2 separate regions of the Rattus norvegicus genome follow, and region 2 is linked to region 1. The links are chromatin contacts, called in public Hi-C maps. All regions are on one chromosome and are shown on one strand. The core of a region is the stretch at or near the end of the contact, and the rest is flanking DNA. Distances in the headings are between cores, read along the strand shown. Region 1 holds the start of Selenof (selenoprotein F). Region 2 has its middle 31 kb from the start of Sh3glb1.

What was found. Hi-C and Micro-C count contacts between places; a contact is called where the count stands out from the background.
Region 2: a Hi-C map of the A7r5 cell line shows a contact between it and region 1, with 1.9 times the contacts expected there. The contact joins the enhancer-like site here to the promoter of Selenof in region 1. A contact is called at or near these places in 2 of 12 Hi-C or Micro-C datasets (the A7r5 cell line and Schwann cells).

Annotation. Positions count from the first base shown.
Region 1 is chr2:236,300,936-236,304,009 of GRCr8, forward strand. It overlaps Selenof (selenoprotein F), which reads left to right and starts at 1,504. Exons shown (of 5, transcript NM_133297.2): 1 at 1,504-1,854. The coding sequence starts at 1,780. Hs2st1 (heparan sulfate 2-O-sulfotransferase 1) reads right to left here and starts at 1,198. Exons shown (of 7, transcript NM_001100518.1): 1 at 797-1,198. The coding sequence starts at 920. It overlaps LOC120100962 (a long non-coding RNA gene), which reads left to right and starts at 1,861. Exons shown (of 2, transcript XR_005501383.2): 1 at 1,861-3,074.
Region 2 is chr2:236,412,363-236,415,225 of GRCr8, forward strand. It overlaps a transcript of Sh3glb1 not described here. Among named protein-coding and RNA genes, the nearest start is that of Sh3glb1, 31 kb to the right of the region's middle. Within about 2 kb of position 1,584, at least 1 of the 93 cell types and tissues checked has an H3K27ac peak or open chromatin away from gene starts, as enhancers often do. A contact at or near this core is called in the A7r5 cell line, where this site is marked.

The DNA.
Region 1 (3,074 bases), core at 254-2,753:
CTCGCACTGTAATTTTGTGTTTCAGGAATCCTTTCCCATTCCAACACAGAAAGAAACCCACATGGCTCGCTCTTGCCACTCTTTTCCTTTCACACAGTAAACCCTGTAATTCCGAACCCTCGACGTCCCTCTCTTGTCCACGCAATCAGCCTACACTTATGACCCTACTCTCAAGCCCAAATCAACCAGTTCAGCGCCACTCATAGAGAACTTCGGTTCCCCAGACGTTACGTTCCGTACCATCAGAGCTTTTCATCTGCTCCGCTGTGCCACACTGCCAGCCTACCTAAGCTGTCAGTTCTAAGGTCCCTTATCGCCCTAGGCTCAGGCATGCCTGCCACTCACTACAGTAAGCTGCTTTCACTCCCCATCATTCCCGGACTCTTCCATTTCTACCTGTCTCCCCTCGATGAATCTCCCCACGACCACCATCCCCAAAGGATTCTGTGCCCAGGTGGCCCTAATTCAAATTCCAGTCCCCATCGCCGCACATGACTGGGGCTTTCCAGAACCATTCGGAAGAGATGAGAGAGTGAGCGTTCGTGCCCTCAAGCTGCACCAGCTCCATGCAGACTCGGGTCCCCTCTCTCCGTGGAGGGCCAACGGGGCAGCCCTCCGGCCAGGGACCTCGGGCGTCCAGCGCCCCGGCCCAGCATCCCTCCCCGGTGGCGGGAGCTCGACGTGCCTGGGTCCCAGCTCTCGGGACTCTTCGATGCCCCCTGCGGAAGCCCACTTGGCTATACCCGGCAATGCCTACCCGCCAGCCCGGCCCCGGCGCACAGCTCGGCTGCCTCACCTAGCTTCGCCCGGGACTCCTCCAGCTTCTGGATCTGGTTCTCCAAGAAGAGCATCGCCACCGCGAAGGCCACCACCGCCAGCAGCTGCAACTTGGGCGGCATCATAATCCTGAGGAGCCCCATGAAACCCGCCGCTCGCGATCAAGACATACCGCGGGGGGCGGGGAGCGGGGGCCCCGAGGGCGACGGAAGCGCCGGGAGGAGACCCCGACCCCGGAGCTGCGCGGGCTGCCGCGCCGCAGCGACCCCCTCCTCCTCCTCTCCGGTCTCCCGCCCGCGGGAGCCAGCGCCGGCCGCCCGGTGCACGCTTCTCCCCGGCCCACTCGACGGCCCTGGCGCCCTCCTGCCGCTGCCGCCTGGCTTCGGGACCCCGCGGCCGCACGCCCTCTTCCCTCTCTTCCTCCCTTCCCTCCCTCGGTCGCTCGCGGCCGCGCGCTCCTCCAGCGGCGCTGCGGCTGCGGCTGCGCCGCCCTCGGCCCGCCCCCTCCCCTCCCCCTCGGCCACCATGCGCACGCCTTGACGCACGCTGCCCGGCAACCAGAGGCTCCACCCCCGTCCTTCCGTACAGTGGCGTTCATTGGTCCGAAGAACGGCCGCTTATCGCCCTTTCGGTTCGATTTACGGTTGGGTTCCTTGCCACAGGCCTCAAGCAAGGCGTTTTTCGATTGGGTAAATTCGGGGGAGGCGGGGCTAGTAATGAACGAGCTGGGACTTCGTGGATAGCCGCTGTAATGTCGTGAATTAGAAGCCCCGGTGTAGGGAGTCTAGGAAAGCGCCTGATTTGAATCCCTAAAAGAACCTGAGGGCTGTTTAATAGCCGATCACTTTCAGGCTTCTGTAGTCGACTAACTAACACTCGTCTTTGTGGAGTAATAGGCTTGTAGCAGTGGCCTTTTGCGGCGGGCTTCGCATCAGGCAGTGCAGTGGACGTCCCCGGCACAAGGGTCCTCAGACTCCTAAAGATTGACGGCAGACCGCAAGGATGGCGGCAGGGCAGGGCGGGTGGCTCCGGCCCGCGCTGGGGCTTCGCTTACTGCTGGCGACTGCGTTTCAAGCGGTGAGTGTGGACCGCCTCTGTGGCTGCCTCAAGGCCTGTCGGAGGGCGAGGATGTGGAAGGGCAAACCCGCGGCCACGCATGGGAACCGCCGGTGGAACAGGGCTGTCTTTATCGCCGCTTCCATCCGGAGTGAAACGTGGCAGATTTCCAGCCGGAGCTCTAGAGGCGATGGTCTCCTCACTTCAGGCAGCTAAAATCGATTTTTGTAAGAACGCAGTGGGTACATAAAGTCAGTAATGCTTAGGAAGAGGGGCTTTTCTTTTAATGAGACACAAGTAAATGAGAACTACCACTGCTTACAAGTCTCCGAAACCTTAAAGGGACATTATCTTGGTTTTGGTTCAGGCAAGCGCTTTTCCTCGTTAGCCAGAATGCATAGGTTCTGGATCTCTGAGAGGAGAAAACCTAGTTTTGACTTACTTAGCTACTTATGAAACGACTGTATTTTGGTAAACTCCTCTGTGGAAGTTTTTCTCCCATATTTTACATGTCTTGTACTAAGGGTATTTAAGTGGTTTGTCCCAAGATTTTGGAAAGTTACGATTATACCGTGGCTCTCTAAATACTTTGTTTTTCATAGATCCAGTACTTTGCAAATGTTGTCTCTGCTCTTATTACTTTGTCCGAAAGGTGGATTCTTAGCGTCTCACGTTGTAATACGATATCGTTTTGAGACATCTGGTACCTTTAGGTAACATTTAGGGGGCATCCCTTTAAACTTTCCATACTGGAGAGAACCGTGAGTCGTTTGGTTTCTCTTCCTAAACTTTCTATACCGGAGAGATAAGTGAGTCGTTTGCTTTCTCTTCCCATCGTAGTCACTTGAATTTGTTACCACTACTAAATGTTACAAAGGAGTGATGTTCTCAAACTACCTTCTACCTTCTAAATTTCAAGAGAGTGGCTTTGTAACTCCCCACCCCCCATCAAAGTTTTAAACAGTTTAAAACGGTCCTTTAGGTTGGGGAAGCAGTTCTCTCATGTATGCACTGTATGAGCTAGTTGGTTAATTTAAGAACCCAACGCTACTGTGATTCCTAATCCGTGCCATTAACTGAGACCACTTAGTTCTGCTTCCAGCCTCTCATCTCCCAACAGACCAGACTGACTTATTTTTCTCAGCAATCTCAGGACAATACTCCAAAAGAGCAAAGGCCTCTTAAGACCTCGTCGTGGAAACCACACACCTCTCTGGGGCGACCGAGGCTAAAAATAGAAA
Region 2 (2,863 bases), core at 334-2,833, 110 kb after region 1:
CGATGTTCCCTGGGTCTCAGGTGTTCTCCTGGAGGACTAGGTTTGTGCAAGATTTAAGAGCTTCTGTGCTAGGACTTGAGTACAGCAGTCTAAGGCAGTAATGAACAGGCAGTGGGTGGTGGTGGTGTGCAGCGGTGGTGAAGGGATGGGTCAGGCCTCAGTAAGTAGTGTGCGGGCGAAGGTTCTGTCACTATGAGATTGCTAAGGCAGGGGGCTCTCATTAGTGCGTGTTCTTGTACGGGAGAGTATGAAGGAGGTGTGTCACAACGGCTGGGTGGAGCTCTGCGGACTTGACACTTCGGCTCAGGACAGGGCTCCTACTTTGGTCTTAGTTGCTGCACACGGCAGGTTGGCAGGCGAGCTAGGTTTTGGGGAAGTCTGTCTCCATCTTCCATGTCTCTGCAAAGACACTGGGATTCCAGATGATTGCTGCCATGGTTGGCTCTGAGTGATGCTGGGGATTCAAACTCAGGTCCTCAGGCTTGCACAGACATTTCACCAGCTCCTCTATTGCTCTTTCATCAGCTAGACAGAGTGTTACTAGGTAACGGAGGAAAGATTCTGAGTGACGATGACAAACATCTCGATTTCCACCAACAGTCATTAAAGGCACCTTCCACACCCACTTCTGTAAAACACGGAGGCCAGTAGTGCTCAGCTTTGCCCGTTCCTCAGCTTCAGTGCCAGGGGCCATAGGGAAGGACTGAGACGGATGGAGCAGCATCCCCACGAGCAGGTGGAGGGAAGTGGAGGGAAGGGAGGGTTTACTTGTGAGCCTAAGCACATACAAGGCTTCTAGCACATAAGGAAATAGGGACACAAAGAGCTAGCTGCACAGTGTTCTTCAAAGCAGTTTATTAGTGAAAAACTGGAAACCTAAAAATTCAACAGTAGTTTAACAAAATGTGGCACATATGAAGAAATATCATGCATCCATTAAAAAAGATGTAGAAATACATATGACACAGTAAGATAGGCATGGCACTGTTGAGTGAAAAAGTTACAAAACAGCATGTATAATTTGATCCCCATTAAAAAAAATCTGTAAGTGTACAGAGAATCTGGAGGCCACACCTCAGACAGCACTTCTTAGACGATGGAACTGTCGCCATGTTTTTATTTTTACCTCTAAAATTTTTTTGTCAGTTTATTATGACTTGTATTAATAAAAAAGTATTAATAATTCTTAAAAAGTCTACTGCCGTAGAAGTGAGCTTAGGGACTGAGGTACAGAGGTGTACATACATTAGTCTAATATGGCCTCACTGGCTTCTCAGGGTGTCTCGAGGCTAAACCCCAATTCAAAGGCACTGTGTGGAAGTATGGTGGTTAGAGCTCATCTTTGTTTAAGCTGCGGTTCTTAGCCTTCCTGGTGCTGTGGCCTCTAATCCAGTTCCTCATGTTGTGGTGACCCCAACCATAAAATTATTTTCATTGCTACTTCATAACTTATTTCGCTACTGTTATGAATCATAATGTAAATATGTGTTTTCTGATGGTTTCAGGCGAGAAAGGGGTTGAGAACCACTCACTGCTTTAGACGATGGGGCCACATTCCCAGAGACCTGTGTCACCCAGGTCCTGCTGTTCTAAGCAATACTTTCCTTACTGACACTAAATGTATCCTTCTACCTTCATACCCACTTCTTAGACTGGTCTGAAAGAACCTCAGCCAGTTACAGTGGTGGTAAGGCTTACAGAGGCAAGGGGAAATGTTCAAGTGTTGTCAAATTGTAGGCGCCTGAGGGTGAATGTCCACCTCTGTCAGCTCTGCAGTGCCTCTCACAACTGACTACTGCAGGACCATGCAAATGGCTTACTGTACAACTGAGGGGCCCTGCTTCCAGAATTTGGCTCAGTAGGTTTTGTGGGGGAAGACACGGGTATTAGCATTTTTCCCTTTTACCCAACAAGTATTTATTTAGCATATATAAGAGCTGAGTGCTAAGAGTAATTTATGATTAACAGAATTATAGTCTCTATCTTAGAAAGGCTACATTCCAAAGTGACAGTTACATGCTAAATAAATAAATTATAAAAATAACATAATTACAATTAATAGTTAGGACATAGTAACGAAAGTAAAATTAAGTTTTTGTCTTAAAATATTAAAAAGGGGGTTGGGGATTTAGCTCAGTGGTGGAGCGCTTGCCTAGCAAGCGCAAGGCCCTAGGTTCGGTCCCCAGCTCCGAAAAATAGAAAAAAAAATATTTAAAAGGCTGCCACAGGGGAGATTAATACTACTAATCCACAGGCCCGTGTAGACAGAAGTATAAATAAGGTAGAATATTTGAAAGCATCAATTAGCATTTTCAACAAGTTCCCAGCAGTGCCGAGACTGCTGGTTTGAAGTCTTGTACTTTGCCGACATTCCAATTAGGACAAAGTGAGGAAGGCAGGTGTGGAACTTTTTTAACATCAGAGTTTTATGGTGCAACAAGTGCACAGGGAAGCAGAGAGCTTGGAGCACACCTGCCTGTCAGCCATGCTCCCCTCCACAGCTCTGCACTCTGGCTTGTGCAGCTAGACAATTCATTTCAAAGTTTCAGGTGTTGGAATGGTGTGTGACAAAGCACAGCTGTCTTGAGACCTCTCTGCATAAGCAAGTCTGTCCGATCCTCTCACCTTCTCCCTGCTACTTCACCTCAGAACCATCCTTCCTAACTAATGCTGGCTTCCTTTTGCTCCTGTTTGGAAGGTACCCGATTGGGAGGATGGGCTGTAGCAATCTGGGGATGCTGGCCTTAGGCTTATTTTCCTTGTCTGTCAGTGTGAGGTACATTCTCATTTTAAGAACCTCATCTCTTGCAACGTGAATTTTTTTGATTAGCACCATGAAAAAATGTTTAACTATAACCTTGTA